2 separate regions of the Mus musculus genome follow, and region 2 is linked to region 1. The links are chromatin contacts, called in public promoter capture Hi-C maps. All regions are on one chromosome and are shown on one strand. The core of a region is the stretch at or near the end of the contact, and the rest is flanking DNA. Distances in the headings are between cores, read along the strand shown.

Evidence for each region. Promoter capture Hi-C pulls out the DNA fragments that hold promoters and counts their contacts.
Region 2: a contact with region 1 is called in a promoter capture Hi-C map of hippocampal neurons, with 6 times the contacts expected there. The contact joins the enhancer-like site here to the promoter of Atp6v1c1 in region 1. A contact is called at or near these places in 4 of 39 promoter capture datasets (the 3T3-L1 cell line, hippocampal neurons, liver and 1 more) and 1 of 115 datasets of contacts at active chromatin or transcription factors (extraembryonic endoderm stem cells).

The regions. Positions count from the first base shown.
Region 1 is chr15:38,658,758-38,663,855 of GRCm38.p6, forward strand. Atp6v1c1 (ATPase, H+ transporting, lysosomal V1 subunit C1) reads left to right here and starts at 3,147. Exons shown (of 13, transcript NM_025494.3): 1 at 3,147-3,326.
Region 2 is chr15:39,827,616-39,832,713 of GRCm38.p6, forward strand. Dpys (dihydropyrimidinase) reads right to left here. Exons shown (of 10, transcript NM_001164466.1): 5 at 360-516. Among named protein-coding and RNA genes, the nearest start is that of Dpys, 27 kb to the right of the region's middle. Within about 2 kb of position 2,161, at least 22 of the 459 cell types and tissues checked have an H3K27ac peak or open chromatin away from gene starts, as enhancers often do. A contact at or near this core is called in hippocampal neurons, where this site is marked.

The sequences.
Region 1 (5,098 bases), core at 1,897-4,396:
AGCCCTCCCACGGCAATCATTAATCAAGACAATACCTCACAAACAAGTCCCAGGAGACCAGAAGAGGTCACTGAAACTCCTGAAACTGGAAGAGGCTGTGAGCTGCCTGTAGGTGCTGCGAACTGAACTCTAGTCCCCTGCGAGAGCAAAACATCCTCTTAAACACTGAGCCATCTTGTTTTTGAAGGCAGTTGTTTTTGAAGAAAGGCTCCTTCAGCAATACTCTTCTTGGGTTTTCTCCTTTTCACTGTACTTATGAAGTGATCAGTAGCAGCTCAGGGCACCCCGCAACCAAGTTCTTAGCACAAAGATGAGTTATTTGTGCTAGGAGAAAGCAGGTAATAAGAGACAAAGGCAGGCGATAGCAGATGAGGGAGAAGGGAAAGGGATATTTGTCCCAGAGGATGGGGGCACAAAAGACTTCCTCTGGATAGAGAGAAGATAGATGTGGCCCATAGGAAAATGGCAGTTTATAAAGGCAAAAAGGAAAACCCCATGTTAGGGTGAGATGTTTAATTTTAATTGGGCATGCTAACTAGGTGAGTCAAAGGGGGCTTTTGATTGCTGGATTTCAATACTTCAGAAGCTCTGCTGGACCTTGGTAGTCAGCCTCTGGAGGAGGAATTGGCCAAATAGGAAATAGACCGTAGTGGCTGGCTTCAAGAATGTAATCTAATAGATTTTAGCAAGGCAGAGGGAATTGGGGATAAGGGCAAGGTCTGTCAGAGTCACACTCACCTTGGTCGCCATGGTCGCCATGGTCGGGTTGGCCAGAGTTCCTTCAATTTGTATTTCTGTAAATGAGGTATCAATGGAATGCCTGCTTTCTCTCCATCTACCTTATCTGTTGTTTTAAGTGTGTTCAAGATCCTTCAATCAAACTGCTTATTTCATAGATTTCTTCTTCCTGATTCAAAGCTAAATTCAGCAAGCAGTAACCATTCTACAGGCTGGATGTTATACTGTCATGAAATCCCTTGCCAAATAACTTAGTCCATCACTTTGACCTGAACCTTAAAATTTGAAACAAAATTTCAGGACAGAGCTAGAATGCAGCCAAGTTCTTTTCCAGAATCGGATACAAAGGACTTCTAGTCTGATTCCCAGTTAAATCATTGTTCCCATCGAAAACCTAGTGAGTCCAGATTTCCTTTATTCCTGTGGGCATTCTGGTCTTCGGGATCCCACTCACTATGACTCACTAAACTATCCATAAAGCATTCCAGAGCTGCTCTAGGCCACAGCGCCAAACTCTCACACACAGATCCTGCAAACCAATTTCAAAGACTTAAGAAACAGGTTTATTAGACTGAAGAACCCGTTCCTTGCTAACAATTTTGTGTATTGCCTTTTTTTTTTTTTTGTTGCTACAAAATAATCGACAAAAACAAGGAAGGAAGCTGTGGTTTGGTGAACGAGGCATCCTACACAGCCTTAGGAATTTGAATACTTGGTCCCTGTTTGGTGGGACTGTTTGAGGAAATTTAGGGGCTGTGGCCTTGCTGGAGGAAGTATGTCACTGTAAGGGGCAAAGACTCATACCGTTTTTTTCCTTTGCTTTCTGCTTCCTGCTTGTTATTTGATTTGTGAGCTCTCAGCTATTATGATTGCTATGTCTGTCTACTGCCACACTTCCCTGCTGTGATGGTAATGGACTGGAATGTGTTTTATCACAGCAATAGGAAAGCAATGAATACAGAAGGGTTTCTTTTGGCTCACAGTTCAGCAAGGTGGTGAGAGTAATTGTAGCTCTGAAGGCAGGAGTCTGAGAGCCCTGGTTACATTGTATTGGTAGTCAGGAAGCAGAGAGCAATGAATGTTGATGCTTAGCTTTCTCCTTTAAAAAAAGATTATTTATTTGACAATTTTATTACATTTATTTATTTGTGGGTACTACAGCTTGCATGTGGAGATGGGAGGCTATCTTGCAGAATACACTTTGTGGTTCTGGGGATACAATTCAGGCCATCAGTCTTGGTGGTTAGTGCCCCATTACCTGTTGAACCTTCTCTCTCTAATCCTATTTATCATTTTTAAAAGATTAATTTTATTTGTATTTATGTGTATGAGTGTTTTGTCTTCCTGGGAGTGCATATGATTACAGGTTCTGCAGGAGGCCAGATGAAGCCAATCGGATCTCCTGGAGGTAGCTGGAGTCACAAGGCACTCCAGGTGGGTGCCAGTAAGGAATTCAGATCCTCTGTGAGAGCAGTATGTGTTCTTAACCTCAGAGCCATCTCTCTAAGCCTCGAAAAAAAAAAAAAAAACATTCTGTGTTGGTTCCTATCATTCAAGATGCTGCTGCCCATATTCGAGGTGAATGTCCTACATTAAACCTGGCTGGAAACTCCCTCCAAGAGGTTTGTCTCCTAGCAATTCTAAAGCCAGTCAGGTTGACAATGGAAATCTATTATTCCGCTTGCTAGTAAGAACAGCCAGGAGTGCCCACACATTGTGCAAACAGAACCATAACCTCTGGAGCTTCACTTTGCTAAGCTGTAAATCTAAAAACGATTAAAATAGACAAGTCCCCAATCCTCTATGCAACCTAAAATGCTGAGATATGCACCACCTAACTTCTCAACCAATGAGATGTGCACGGTTTGTGAGAGTAGGTTGATATCTATTTTTCTGGAACCCAAGGCTGATGGTTTTTCCCTGTCCATAAACCTTTCTTGACTTCCTGTATCCATTTTGGTACCCCTAAACCAGACAGTTTGGAGTTCCTGGCAAGGGGGTCACTCCACTAGCTAATTCTAAAAAACTAATTAACAATGTTTGGTGCTGAGTAACTAAACCTGAACACTTTATCACTTTATGGAACGAAGTGATACCAGATTGGATGAAAAATATGAAACTACTGAAGTGGATTATTAGAAAAAATTTCCCCGAAACCTGGACTGTCAAAACTTGCAGTGCAGAAGTCAGTGCAGGAGCTTGGGGGAGTCTGAATGGCTGAAACCTGTGGGTAATTTTAGGGTGGGCGGGAATTTTCTGGTGGCTGGCCAACCACCGCAGGTGCATCTGGAGGAGCGGCAAGCTCCGCCCACCCGGAAGCCCGCTCTGCGCGCTCTCTCAGCCCCGCCTTCTCCGGAGGCCTGGCCGCATCGTGATTGCGCGCAGTGGTGCGCGCGCGTAGGCGGAGCGGCGTGCGCCGCGGTCAGCTGACTGCTCCGGCTGGCACGTGACTTGCTCTGGGCGCAGGGGTCGAGGAAGCCGAAAGGCCGGAGCTTAGGTCCGGGAGGGATGGAGCGCTGAGCGGTTAACGTCTACCAGGCTTCCTGCCTCCGCACCTGTCGCCGCCGCCGCCTCCTGAGACACCTCGGGTCAGTGAGCGATAGCCCTGCGGGGAGCTGACGCTGCAGTGGCCGCCGGGGAAGGATGGGGGCGGCGCGGGGGCCTAGACTGTGGCGTCGGACCTGCAACCGGCCTGGGTGCGGGCTCTCCGCATCTCAGGGCCTAGGGTTGGTGTCTTTGGAAGAAGAAGGAGGGGGAAGGGGCCCAGACGGGGAACTCAGTGGCAGAAGGGAGAAGTGTTGTACATTCGGGTCCTTCTTGGGTGGGAATCCCAGCGAGTCCTGGTCACTTGTGAGAAGGTGGACAGTGACAGAATGCCTCAGGTGAGGCTCAGGGTTCACCGGCGTGTGTGTGCAGTCTCCACTGGGTGTTTACGCCTGTATGTGAATAGAAGGGATTACAGTTTTCAGGGCGGAAGGGGTGCCCACTGCAGGCAGGGGGCGGTCACAGAGGACACGGGGGTCATTGTAGGCAGTGGATGAAACAGGAATACAGGCAGCTTAAAAACATTTCACTAGATTGGGGTTGGGGGAGGTTAAACAACATCCCCGAAAAGGAACTGGTGGACAGAGTCTCTTATAAGGCAGATTGAATCACCTATGAGGCATAAGAGGGAAGCTTGTGTTCTTTTCAGAGGAAAAATGTTATCAGGGGGAAAATTGTCTACTCTGTACTTAGTGGTGCCCCGGGAATGAAATGGTCGGGTGTGAATAGCCCAGCCCTAAAAGTTCACATTGATGGTGGGAAGATAAGTCACAGGGGAAAGATGAGGTTGTATAGAACTGGTAAAAACAGAAGGAGGAGAAAAGTATCCTGGAGGAAAGAAAACTTGAGTTTGGGTCTTGGCAAGTCGGTGGGATTGGAGGCAACAGAGGAGAACTTTTTACTCAGTGAAAGCCTCGTTATTTGAGGGCCTGATGAGAGAAGAAGACATGATTTAGGGGTGCCAAAGGCCAGGCTTTTGTAGTAGGCTGCATTGTGGAAAAGTGGGAAATAGTTTTGAAGTCTGGTGATACTTGTTCATATACTGCATGCTCTATGGCTGATACTATGGGAGTGCTAAGGTTTAGGAAGCAGACAGGGACTCTGCTGTCAGAGCTTCCAGACAGATTCAGAGGAGATAGGTTTTAATAGTCGTGCATTTGGCGTGTGATAGAGCACTAACCTTTAGTCCTAGCACTTAGGAGGCAGAGCCAACCAAAGCTAAATAAATAGTGAGACCACTTGTCTCTCTCTCTCTCTCCCTCTCTCTCTCTCTCTCTCTCTCTATATATATATGTATACACACACACACACATATATATATACATCTACATATATACATATATATACACACATATACATAAATGTGTGTGTGTGTGTGTGTGTGTAAAATCTACTCCGAAGGAGTAATGGAGCAGTACAGAGATGTTTCCCAGGAATATGACTTTTGTGGAAGATTCAAAGAAGGCTTTGTTGAGGATATGACTGAGAAGAGGTTGGTGTGAAAAGGGGGTGAGCAGGCAGGAGTGAAAAGGACATTCCAGGTTGAGGGAACAGAGTTTGTCAAGGCCTTGAAGTGAGAGGAGGAACGTGCCTTTCCAGAACTTGCAGAGAACCTGGAATGAGAAAGGTGTGGTGGTGGGATGTGGACAGACTGGCCTGTGTGTGGGGAGAGCTGGAGTCAGACTGCTCAGGGAATCCAGTGAAGATCATAGGTGCTGGAGACAGACTGTGTGTGGCCCTGCAAGTCCTCCACAGTTTGAGCCGCCCTGGCAGGTAGAGTGAGTTGCAGGCCAGCCAGAGCTGCTCTGTGAGAGTG
Region 2 (5,098 bases), core at 911-3,410, 1.2 Mb after region 1:
TAATCCCTGGGACATAGAAGTGTGAAGGAAGGGGGAAGTTAAAGGAAAGGGGACAAGCTAGTTCTTGTCCAGTCTACTGTGAAATGTTCCCTATCAATTGAAATCTGGGGACATGTGACCAAGGCATGCTAAAATGTTCAGAATGAAGAGAAAGGGAAATCACCCATGCAACAAACTAGTCCCTAGACCATATTAGCTTAAACATTCTAAGTCCAGTGTATTCTGCTCCTCCTATACCATGGCTCAAACAGAGCAGAAGACCAGAAGGTCCTTGGATCTACAGATTTAAGACAAGCTTTCCTCCATCCAAAGAATTATCTCCCATCCAAATGCTTTACAGTCATCTGAAAAATTATTACTTAGCCAACAGATCCATAAGAAAGCCAGGTGTTAAAGGATCGGGTCTCAGTGGGGGACCCATGACATGGTGGGCTGCATGGCTCCATTCTTCACTCCAGTACTGTCTGCCATCAGTGCCGAGACCCGCTGCAATTGGTTCTCCATAGACCACATTTCCTGGAAGGTTCAAAGGCAGGATTCAGTCCCTGAATGCAGGTTTAAGAAAAACATCTGACAATCACACAGAGAGTCTTCTCTGTGTCGGGAGAGGATGATACTATAACTTAAAAGAATCCCACCCCACACCTCACTTTTGTGAACCAGACAATGGCTGATAATTACCGAGCATCTAGTGTATTCAGGTCATTTGCATTGTAAGGCATAGATCATTCTCCCAGCTATGGGATTTGTTTGGGTCAATTAGATTGAATGCAAATGGCATGCTCTCCTTCCAAGTGAGGTTATTAAAACCATCTTGGATTATTCTCCACTGTTACTGAAGCAAAACCCAGAGGATGCTGGGGGCTACATTTGTAATTCAATCTTAAAATTCTATTGGGTAAATGCTATCACTATTTTAATTAAAAGATAAAACTACAGGATTATGTAATTTCTCTACAGATACTTTATACACATTTTGTATTTGTAGACTGAAGGAGGTAGGATTTGAACCCAGGAATTTTGAGTCAGTGGTCTCAATTTTTATGCCATCTAGCCAGATGATAAACTACTATTAATACTGCCAATGGACTCCAACCATAGTACATCTTTGCTGTTGATTGATTGATAACCTTTTCACACTCTCAAAAAGACCTTTCTGAGAAGACTTATATTCAATAAAAGAACACTCAGATAATAAAATTGTAGCCTGAAATGCACACTTAAAAATCATGCAAATGAGGACATCCAAAGCATGCGATGTTGGAAAACTTAATAGTGCACAGTGAATTTGAATTTAAAATCAGGCTCCTATCTGATTAGCATTTGTCAGAATAATAGATACACTGGCATCAACCTCATCACATGCAAGCAATCAAAAGAGAGAGGAGGAGGGAGAGAGACAGGGGGAGAGAGAGAGAGAGGGAGAGAGAGAGAGAGGAGGAGGGAGAGAGAGAGCGGGAGAGAGAGGGAGAGAGACAGGGAGAGAGAGAGGGAGGGAGAGAGAGAGAGCGGGAGGGAGGGAGAGAGAGAGGAAGAGAGAGGGAGAGAGGGAGAGAGAGAGACAGGGAGAGAGAGAGGGAGGGAGAGAGAGAGAGAGGAAGAGAGAGGGAGAGAGGGAGAGAGAGAGACAGGGAGAGAGAGAGGGAGGGAGAGAGAGAGAGCGGGAGGGAGGGAGGGAAGGAGAGAGAGAGGGAGAGAGAGGGAGAGAGGGAGGGAGGGAGAGAGAGGGAGAGAGAGGGAGAGAGAGAGAGAGAGAGGGAGAGAGACAGGGAGAAGGAGGGGGAGGGAGAGAGAGAGAGAGAGGGAGAGAGACAGGGAGAGAGGGAGGGAGGGAGAGAGAGGGAGAGAGACAGAGAGAGAGAGGGAGAGAGACAGGGAGAGAGAGACAGGGAGGGAGAGAGAGGGAGGGAGGGAGGGAGAGAGAGAGAGAGAGAGAGAGAGAGACAGAGAGAGAGACAGAGAGAGAGAGGGAGGGAGGGAGAGAGAGAATGGTGAGGAGATTCTAGCATGCCAAATGAGCTCACTTTAGTTGACCAGATGCTGAATTTTAGTTACGATTCAGATACATAACTGAAATTAACTGATTTCCTTAGAGAGCACATGCAGTGGATGGCCACCAGCTGCCACAGTCCTCAAAATGGAATGTAGCACCCTATTATCTCACAAATTATCCTTCCTGCAAAACAGCCTCTTTCTCCAGCTAGCCTAGGAAATAGAGGAACAGTTACAGCCAGGCTTGCTGAAGCCCAGGAGCTTGACCTGAGTGCCACGTATGCAAGAAAGGGGTCCCTCAGGACCCAGCCACTGCTGATCTGCTTCGACTCCATGATATACTCAATGCCACACCACCCCAGGTCCTTACTGGCTTATTCCTAGAAAAGAGAAGCAACTTTAGTATCCCTCTGTGGCAGGCAGGATAAACATCGGTTATGTGTAGTGAGCTAAGAGGTAGCAGTCTCTACTTGGAGATACTAAGACAGGCGCAGCCTCTATTTGCAACTCCAAAGAGAATTTGCTGTTTCAAGAGCACATCTCCCAGTTGCTTGGGCAACGAGACACTGACTTGATTTGCAGTCGCTCCATGAGATGCCAACTCAGGATTTTCCTTGGTGCTTCATCACCAAGGAAAGGTCCTGTCACATGTTCTGTTCAGTCACTTGGCACATCGAAATGATATGGGAATGCAGTTTCCAGACTTCTACCATCTTAATAGCTCTCAGGAAAAAATAAATGTCAACATCTACCAGAGTCTGCCAGGGCTGCTTCTAACTTGGATGACAGGTAATTTCCTTAGAAGGCCTTAGCCCCTTTCAGATGTGACAAGCTACCTTCTTAGCATGCACAAGCTCTTCATTAAGGAGTGTATTTTCAACTTTATTCTCATTACATATTTGTGAATATAAAAAATTAAAAATAAGCCTGGTGTGGTGGCACATGCCTTTAATCCCAGCACTCGGGAGGCAGAGGCAGGTGGATTTCTGAGTTCGAGGCCAGACTGGTCTACAAAGTGAGTTCCAGGACAGCCAGGGCTATACAGAGAAACCCTGTCTCAAAAAACCAAAAATAAATAAATAAATAAATAAATAAATAAATAAATAAATAAATAAAAATTCCTAATGGCTCATTGCTCCCCTCCTCAACTTTTAAAAGAACAAACCTCATGCAAAAAGTGTAAAGAAGGAAGATAGAGTCCAGGAGTCCATAAGCTAAAGTATGAAACCACAAAACTTCAACCTAATTGCACATCTAAAAATACGGCAAGCGCGATCGAGACCACAGGTATGGACTGTAGAACTTTCATATCTCTTCACTTGACGTCACAGCAACACCTCACGATGCTTTGATAAAGAAGAAATTGATGCTCAATGAAACGAACTGATCTGCCACACATGGGCAGTGACGGAATCAGACTTAAAGGCTTCCTCCTCTGATATAGGACCATACACACATTGTTACAAGAAAAGCAATACTTTCATTCTCGGGGGGAGAGCATACATTCCTAAACATTTTCAGCCAAGCACAAACTATCTGTGGATGTGACCAAGTGGTAACCCACTTTCCCTTCCTGGTTTCCTTTGCTCTGTACTGCAGGTGGCTGTGAACAGCACTTGTGTCTGGCTTCCATCTGGTCCTCTTCTAATTGTGTTTGCATCCTCATGGTTCTAATAACTCTTGTGTCTTTATCACCTGTTTCTTCCCTAGCACCTTTTGTTAGGTTGTTCCCTCTCTATCCACATTTACTCTCCATTGTCTTTCTCTATCCTTGGACATGGGACCAAATGCAAAGACTCTATCATCCTGTTGCAATCTCCCACTTAACGGCATTTATATCTCTGAGAGATCCTAAAGATCTCTGAGCTATGAGGCATTTTGAATGCATAGGACTCTCTTGATCACCAGACAGCCTTATTAGTGAGAAGTGACAGAGTGGGTGGAGCCTTGCATCCTGAGAGCTATGAGTGAAAGTTGAAAGGGGAGGAGGATGAACTGCAGGTGTCAGGGAAGATGCTTGAACTACAGCGTGAAGATAGCTATGCTTTTCAAAATAACTTTCCTTGTAAATAACAGGGTGAAGCTCTGCTGAGCTACACCGATTCAAAATATTATTTTTTCAAAAGAAGACACCATTTGGGAAGAAAATTAAACAGAGACAGGATGGTAGTAAATGGAGGCTTGAGTTCAAATCCTGATGTTGTATATCTGTGCTTTGCATATGATGAATCAATGTTCTTTGTCTTAGTTTTCTTATCTAGGAAATGGGATTGCAATATGATTCTAGTATAGTAAATTTGTGATGGTTAAAAAAACAAATGAACCATCCCCATAATACAAACAAACAAAAAATAAATAAAACCAACAACCATGATGTATACAAAAGTACATAGCAGGCCCTGGAAACCTGGGGTCTCTTCATGTTTATAAATTGACCATGGACTAGTCACTTTTCTATTTCTGTGATTAAAAACACCATGACTGAGGAAACTCTTAGAAGAAAGCATTTATTTGGGCTTACAGTAGGAGAGGATTAGAGTCCATGATGGAGGAGGAAAGGCATGACAACAGGAACAGCTCACATCTTGAACCACAGGCAGGAAGGAGAGAATCTATTGGGCACAGCAATGATCATTTGAAACCTCAGAACCTACCTCTAGTGCATGCCTTCTCCAACAAGACCACACCTTCTGATCCTTCCCAAAGAGTTCTACCAACTGGGGCCTGAGTATTGAAATATATGAGCCTCTGGGGACCATTCCCATTCAAGCCACCACACACCAGAATTCAGCTCTTGAAGTCTTCAAAGATATTGAATAAGGTCTTTATAGAGATAGTGAAATTAAAGTGAGGCCTTTGGGGTGGAACCTAATCTAGTAAGACTGGCATTGAAAAGAAGAGGGAGTTGGAATATAGACACCAAAAAACAGGGACACATTGAAAGCCAAGGAGAAAAGCCTCCCAATGAACCAAGAAGAGAGTCTTGGGACATGGCTTGGGACATCACCCTGGGATACCTGGGACATGGCCTGGGACATCACCTTGGGACATTCTCTGGGATATGGCCTGGAACATCACCCTGAGACATTCCCTGGGACATGGCCTG